2 separate regions of the Macaca mulatta genome follow, and region 2 is linked to region 1. The links are chromatin contacts, called in public Hi-C maps. All regions are on one chromosome and are shown on one strand. The core of a region is the stretch at or near the end of the contact, and the rest is flanking DNA. Distances in the headings are between cores, read along the strand shown.

Region 1 (3,541 bases), core at 872-3,371:
CTTGTGTGTGGAGTGACACTGGTTGGAAACCTTTGAGGGGTCCAGTGGAGCCAGGAGAGGAAGGAAAAGTAGAGGGAAAGGCACGTGCAAATGGCTGGAGGAGAACAAAGAACTGGTCATTAGCGGAGATGGGGGTAGGAATGGGAACTCGGCTCACCTTCATATCATCTTCCTGAGTCACATCACAGAGGATAAAGACAGTTCCAGGGAGCTCCTGCTCCAGGGCCCGGCCCCCAGACTCTGCAGGCAGAAAAGAGCTGGGAGCCTGGACCCCTGGGCCTGAGGGAGGAGGGTCTGGGGGTCTGCAGATTCCTGGGTCTGAGGGAGGAGGGGCTGGGGGCCTGGACTCCTGGGTCTGAGAGAGCAGGGTCTGGGGGCCTGGACTCCTGGGTCTGAGAGAGCAGGGGCTGGGGGCCTGGACTCCTGGGTCTGAGGGAGGAGGGACAGGGATCTGGACTCCTGGGTCCAAGGTAGGAGGGGCTGGGGCCCTGGATTCCTAGGTCCAAGGGAGGAGGTGCTGGGGCCTGGACTCCTGGGTCTGAGGGAGGAGGTGCTGGGGCCTGGACTCCTGGGTCTGAGGGAGGAGGTGCTGGGGCCTGGACTCCTGGGTCTGAGGGAGGAGGGGCTGGGGGCCTGGACTCCTGGGTCTGAGGGAGGAGGAGGGGTCTGGACTCCTAGGTCTGAGGGAGGAGGGGCTGGGGGCCTGGACTCCTGGGTCTGAGGGAGGAGGGGGGGTCTGGACTCCTAGGTCTGAGGGAGGAGGGGCTGGGGGCCTGGACTCCTGGGTCTGAGGGAGGAGGAGGGGTCTGGACTCCTAGGTCTGAGGGAGGAGGGGCTGGGGGCCTGGACTCCTGGGTCTGAGGGAGGAGGAGGGGTCTGGACTCCTGGGTCTGAGGGAGGAGGGGCTGGGGATATGGACTCCTGGGTCTGAGGGAGGAGGCGCTGGGGCCTGGACTCCTGGGTCTGAGGGGGGAGGGGCTGGGGCTCCTGGACTCCTGGGTCTGAGGGAGGAGGGGCTGGGGGCCTGGACTCCTGGGTCTGAGGGAGGAGGTGCTGGGGCCTGGACTCCTGGGTCTGAGGGAGGAGGGGCTGGGGGTCTGGACTCCTGGGTCTGAGGGAGGAGGCGCTGGGGCCTGGACTCCTGGGTCTGAGGGAGGAGGCGCTGGGGCCTGGACTCCTGGGTCTGAGGGGGGAGGGGCTGGGGCTCCTGGACTCCTGGGTCTGAGGGAGGAGGGGCTGGGACTCCTGGACTCCTGGGTCTGAGGGAGGAGGGGCTGGGGCTCCTGGACTCCTGGGTCTGAGGGAGGAGGGGCTGGGGCTCCTGGACCCCTGGACTGAGGGAGGAAGGACCAGGGTGAGGGCTGAGGGCTGAGGGACCCTCACTCACCATCCTTGTCGCAGATAACCACTTGGGCCCCGCTGTCCACTGAGAATAGGAAGGGAACACGTTACCCTCCGAGTCTTGGTTAAAGCCTCTGCCGCCCTCTTGTGGCCACCTGGATTGGGGCCGATCTCCGTCTCCCCTCGTGACCCCAGTCTCATGATCACCCACAGGACAGAGGGCAGAGGCCTTGACACATACTCTCCTTGCCTGCCCAGGTTTCTGCTGAGGCTCCTGATCCCCCGTTCGTGGGTTCCAGAGCAAACTCCACAACTGACAGGGCCATTCCCCAAACCACTGGTTTTGCAGCTATACCAACAGACCCAGAGAAAGGGGCCACTGCCTTCGGAGACCCTGCCAGACAGCCCTAGCCTACCGCGCCACACGCTTACTTTAGCCTGCAAATTGGCTTTTATAAGATCAGAATCCCGGCTGCAGTATTGGAGACCCTATTTTCCGCCCCCATCGCCCCGCCCCCATCCTTCCTCTCTCACGCTCCACAGCTCCCAGCAGTCAGACCCGGCTCACCGAAGGCGCGCACGATCCCAGCTCCGATGCCGCGCCCGCCCCCGGTCACAACCACCACCTTCCCGGCATAGCGCGTTCCCGTAGCCATCCGTGTCCACCGGTCTCTCTCTCTCTCTCTCTCTCTCTGTGTCTCTACTCTGGGCCTTTTTCACCTCCAAAGCCCCGTGAGGCCGTCGCATCAAATCCTCAATAGAAGCTGGATCGTGGAAGTCCAGCCTCGGGGGGCGTTGCCAGGAAGGCTAGGGACCTGGAAGTTTGTCCCCAGCCCCTCCTCCCTCAGACACTCCTCTCCTCCCACAGACACAGGAATCCAGGAGCCCCAGTCCCTCCTCCCTCAGACCCAGGAGTCCAGCCTCCCAGCCCCTCCTCCCTCAGACCCAGGAGTCAGGGTCCCAACCCCTCCTCCCTCAGACCCGGGAATCCTGACCCAGGCCCCTCCACTCTCAGACTGAGGGATCAGATTCTCTATCCCTTCCTCCCAGAGACCTGTAAGTCCAAGCCCCCTGTCCCTTCCTCTCTCAGGACCCAGGAGTGCACGACTCCGGCTCTGCCCCTCAGAGACCCCAGTGCAACAACCCCAAACAGACAGAAACAAAGCTATTGACTAAAAGTTCAAAGTTTTAATCCAAATTTAGACAGTGTTGAGAAAATCAAACTTTGGCCATAGAAACCATTTCCCTCCCGGGCGGGCGATGGGGACCAGACCACGCCCCTGATGCCCTGAGTGGTCCCAGATCTCCGGCGGTACCTCCAGACCACGTGCTCACGCTCCGATTGGCTGCCACGTTTGGGCGGGTTAGAAGCTGGACTGTAGCAGAGTGACTCGCAGAGGCCACGCCCCCTCGTCCTGGGGCAGGACCGGAGGGGCGATCCCGGCATCCCACGTGGGCCCCCAGGGGGCGGGACTTCCTCCACGCCCACTCCCTCGGCGAGAGAACCCTGTGGAACCCGAATTAGCCACCGGGGAAGATCTGGGGGGAGGGGTCTCCTGGCGCGTGGGGTCCGAAGGAGGCAGCGGCACACGGGGAAGAGGGTCTCCCCGGGAGTCCAAATTTCCACCTAGAGAGGATGAGTGGGAGACATAAGAATGGCAAACTTCAGCAGCAGGACTCCGGGTTCCCAGGCCCCTCCTCCCTCAGACCCAAGAGTCCAGGCCCCCAGCCCCTCCTCCCTCAGACCCAGGAGTCTGGACACCCGAGTCCAGACCTCTTTCAGACTCAGATGTCGGTCCTCTCCCCGCCCCCTGACCTCTTCCTCCCCTCCTCCCAAGTGTCCCGGAACCCAGTCCACTCTTGCCTGAGACCTAAAACTCCCAAACTCTGCCCAACTCTTTCTTCGCCAACATAAAAAATTCCCACCGGCCCCTAGACCCCTCCTCTCCAGGACCTGGGATTCCAGGTCTCCAGCTTTCTCCTCCCTAAAACCCAGAAGTTCAACATCCCCAGCCAGTCACCTGTCATCATTCTGTGCCACTGCGACGCCTCAGTAGCCAGGGCTTGGGAGAGGCTGAGAACCCGCTCCCGGTGACCTTCGGAAGTCGGCAAGTAAGGGGTGGTGTTCCTTGGACTAGAAAAAAAAAGAAGATTGGGGGTGGGGTGTGTACATACATGGGGGAGAGGTGGGGAGGGTTAA
Region 2 (3,585 bases), core at 968-3,467, 130 kb after region 1:
CCTCTGTGTCCCCACCCCACGTTCTCTATGGTCTTCAGATCCTGTCTCTCTCAGCCCCTCCTCTACCTCCACCTATGGGCCCCAAGGCCCCTCTCGGGACTAAAGGTCTCTGGGCTGAGGTATGACATTTGGTAAATGAGTAACTCAGGTCCCACAGTCAACCGGGTGCTTTGGGCGGCTGTCCCTCCTCCATGGACTCTTCCCAAAGACCCCAAGTCAGGGGAGAGAGGAAATAGGATCAATGAGTGTACACTGAGCCACCACCCAGAGTGAGGGGACAATATGGCCACGGGCAGGATCCCAGGAAAAAAAGAAAAAAACATGGGAACCAAAACGACACGGAGACAAAGCACACAGCCGGCTTCCAACAAGGGGGGACCTGGGGGGAAGGGGCCCGATTTGGGTCTGAGCCAGGTCTAGTTCTGAGGGTCCCACCAAAAAAGTCGGGGAGTGCCAAGGGGATGAGGTCAGTGAGTGGCCCCACCCACATCCGTCCCCGCGGGGGGCCTCTTCCCGCGCTGAGCTCAGCATGACTCAGCAGTCGCTGCCTGCAACAAGGACCCCAGATACCGGCCTGGCGAGGCATCTGCAGATCCCCTCGGTCAGGGGCTGCCCTGCCTGGGCTGCTCGGAGCGGCTCCTCTGTAGGGCAGGGCCTGACCTCACACCCCACGCCCCAGTGGCTTCAGCTCCCTGCCCAGCGCACGGGCTACCTCCATCGGGGCACTTAAGCAGGGTCAAGGTTTGCGCCGACTCCGTCTCCCAGAAATCAACATGGACCAGGTCCGCTTAAAAAATACGCATTAGAGAGGCCGGGCGCGGTGGCTCAAGCCTGTAATCCCAGCACTTTGGGAGGCCGAGACGGGCGGATCACGAGGTCAGGAGATCGAGACCATCCTGGCAAACACGGTGAAACCCCGTCTCTACTAAAATACAAAAAAAAATTAGCCGGGCGAGGTGGCGGGCGCCTGTAGTCCCAGCTACTCGGGAGGCTGAGACAGGAGAATGGCGTGAACCTGGAAGGCGGGGCTTGCAGTGAGCTGAGATCCGGCCACTGCACTCCAGCCTGGGCAACAGAGCCAGACTCTGTCTCAAAAAAAAAAAAAAAAAAAATACGCATTAGTTGTAGACAGACGTCTCGTCCATAGGTCCCCAGACTGTGTGTCCACAACGCAGGGCTTCTCTTTGTGGGCCTGAAAGAGCACACGTCAGGCAAGACACGACGGCAACTGCGGAGACACTGTTTTCAGGGCCAAGGAGAATTCTCGGAGTCTGTGAGTTGCCTCCAAAACAGCCCCCAGGACACGCAGTCCCAGAGACACCGCAAAGCTCGAAACAGACATTTCATTCCTCCCCATTTCCACTCCCAGAAAACGACTGGGCCCTTAAAAGAGCTCCAAGGTATCCCCAAAGTCCCAGCCAGTCTTTGGAGGGTTTCCGAGGGCTGTCCAGGGTTCCAGAAGTCACCCTACCTCATACAATGCTCCTCCTGGGCTTCCCGCACTGGGGAACCCCACGGCTCCAGAACAACTGCCCTTTCCAACTTGCAGAGCACCTCAAGGACCTAAAGATCTCCCCGGGGAGGGCTCCAAAATATAGAGTTTGCATCGTGAACTCCCACCTCTGTAAAGCCCAGGACTCCAGTCCTCGCACCCCTCTGTCTCCCAGAGATCCCCAGGGGTCCAGAAATACCACCTCACTGCCTTCCAAGCTTCCCAAGGATCCGGAGACTCCTTATCTCGCAGCACAAACCTCAGGCAACTACAGGTCCTCCCCGCACCTCTGAGTTGCCCCTCCCCCACTCAAGGTTCCAGAAAAATCCATGCCCTCCGAAACCCCACAATCTGACTTACTTTCCCGAGGCACCCCCAGGACCCCAGGGTCATCAGTTCACAGGACTCTCAATGCTCCCATAAAACTATAGCCTCCCAGAGGAACCCCAGCCCCCACCCCCCCGCCCACGAAACCCTCCATTCCTCGAATCGGCCCCAGGGCCCCAACCCCCGCAAGCCCCCATTTCACAACACACTCGCGCTGCAGGCGCGTGACTTCCCCCTGCTTTGGGGCGGGGGCTGAGACTCCTGTGTGCTCCGGATTGGTCAGGCACGGCCTTCGGCCCCGCCTCCTGCCACCGCAGATTGGCCGATAGCCCGCTCCGAGCGCCCCGCCTCCGAGGGCCAGCGCACTATAAAAGAAGCCGCCCTAGCCACGTCCCCTCGCAGTTCGGCGGTCCCGCGGGTCTGTCTCTTGCTTCAACAGTGTTTGGACGGAACAGATCCGGGGACTCTTTCTTCCAGCCTCCGAGCGCCCTCCGATTTCCTCTCCACTTGCAACCTCCGGGACCATCTTCTCGGCCATCTCCTGCTTCTGGGACCTGCCAGCACCGTTTTTGTGGTTAGCTCCGTCTTGCCGACCAACCATGAGCTCCCAGATTCGTCAGAATTATTCCACCGACGTGGAGGCAGCCGTCAACAGCCTGGTCAATATGTACCTGCAGGCCTCCTACACCTACCTCTCTCTGGTGAGTCCCCAGGACGCCCCTGGCCCTAATTTCCCCCAGCTGCGCACGTTCGGCCCTCAGCGCAGGCGCCGGCCTTCTTTGTCCGGTCGAGTAAACAGAGGGCGGAGTCCCCCTTGGCCTCGCCTCCCGCTAAGCGTTGTTCCCTCCATCTCTTTCCTTAGGGCTTCTATTTCGACCGCGATGATGTGGCTCTGGAAGGCGTGAGCCACTTCTTCCGCGAATTGGCCGAGGAGAAGCGCGAGGGCTACGAGCGTCTCCTGAAGATGCAAAACCAGCGTGGCGGCCGCGCTCTTTTTCAGGACGTCAAGGTAACTAGTGTGTGGGTAGGGTAACGGACTACATCTCCCAGCAGGCCGTGCGCGCGAGGAGCCTTGATTTGAGGGCTTAGATGTCGCGTGGGCTTCGGGGAGATTGAGTTCGGTCTTGTGAGCCCTTTTACGGCTGGAAATAGAGGCGCACGTCGTGCAGTGCCCCCAGGACGCGGCAGTCCACACTGCTGCGTAGACTTAAGGACGTGTAGCTGTAAGAGCTAGGACGGGGTGCGGAGAGTGATAAATACAAGCTGTCACATGTCTTTGTGGCCTGGGCCTCTGACCCCCACCAATTCTTGGGAAATGTAGGTTTAGTTCCATGTGCCGAGTGTGTGTATTCTGAAGCCGTTTCTCCCTTCTGTATAGAAGCCAGCTGAAGATGAGTGGGGTAAAACCCCGGATGCCATGAAAGCCGCCATGGCCCTGGAGAAAAAACTGAATCAGGCCCTTTTGGATCTTCATGCCCTGGGTTCTGCCCACACGGATCCCCATGTACGTACCCCCTGCATCCATGGCTACCCAACCATACCCCTCAAGCCTTTGCTCTCTTTGGGCAAATTCCCTTCAGAGCCTCATTTAACACCTGTCATATTTTAATCTGCAACTGGCAGCTCTTTCTCCCTCTTTTCCAGGGATCGGGTTTCCTTTTTTTTTTTTTGAGACGGAGTCTCACTCTGTCGCCCAGGCTGGAGTGCAGTGGCCGGATCTCGACTCACTGCAAGCTCCGCCTCCCAGGTTCACGCCATTCTCCTGC

The links. Hi-C and Micro-C count contacts between places; a contact is called where the count stands out from the background.
Region 2: a Hi-C map of liver shows a contact between it and region 1, with 2.5 times the contacts expected there. The contact joins the promoter of FTL here to the promoter of HSD17B14 in region 1. A contact is called at or near these places in 2 of 14 Hi-C or Micro-C datasets (CD4 T cells and liver).

Annotation. Positions count from the first base shown.
Region 1 is chr19:61,290,545-61,294,085 of T2T-MMU8v2.0, forward strand. It overlaps HSD17B14 (hydroxysteroid 17-beta dehydrogenase 14), which reads right to left and starts at 2,122. Exons shown (of 9, transcript XM_077980719.1): 1 at 1,910-2,122; 2 at 883-1,426; 3 at 158-423. The coding sequence starts at 1,390. PLEKHA4 (pleckstrin homology domain containing A4) reads right to left here. Exons shown (of 18, transcript XM_077980579.1): 17 at 3,363-3,475; 18 at 2,510-2,968. The coding sequence ends at 3,392. LOC144337218 (a long non-coding RNA gene) reads left to right here and starts at 35. Exons shown (of 2, transcript XR_013410018.1): 1 at 35-134; 2 at 1,600-3,541.
Region 2 is chr19:61,420,576-61,424,160 of T2T-MMU8v2.0, forward strand. It overlaps FTL (ferritin light chain), which reads left to right and starts at 2,218. Exons shown (of 4, transcript NM_001261207.1): 1 at 2,218-2,520; 2 at 2,682-2,828; 3 at 3,198-3,323. The coding sequence starts at 2,419.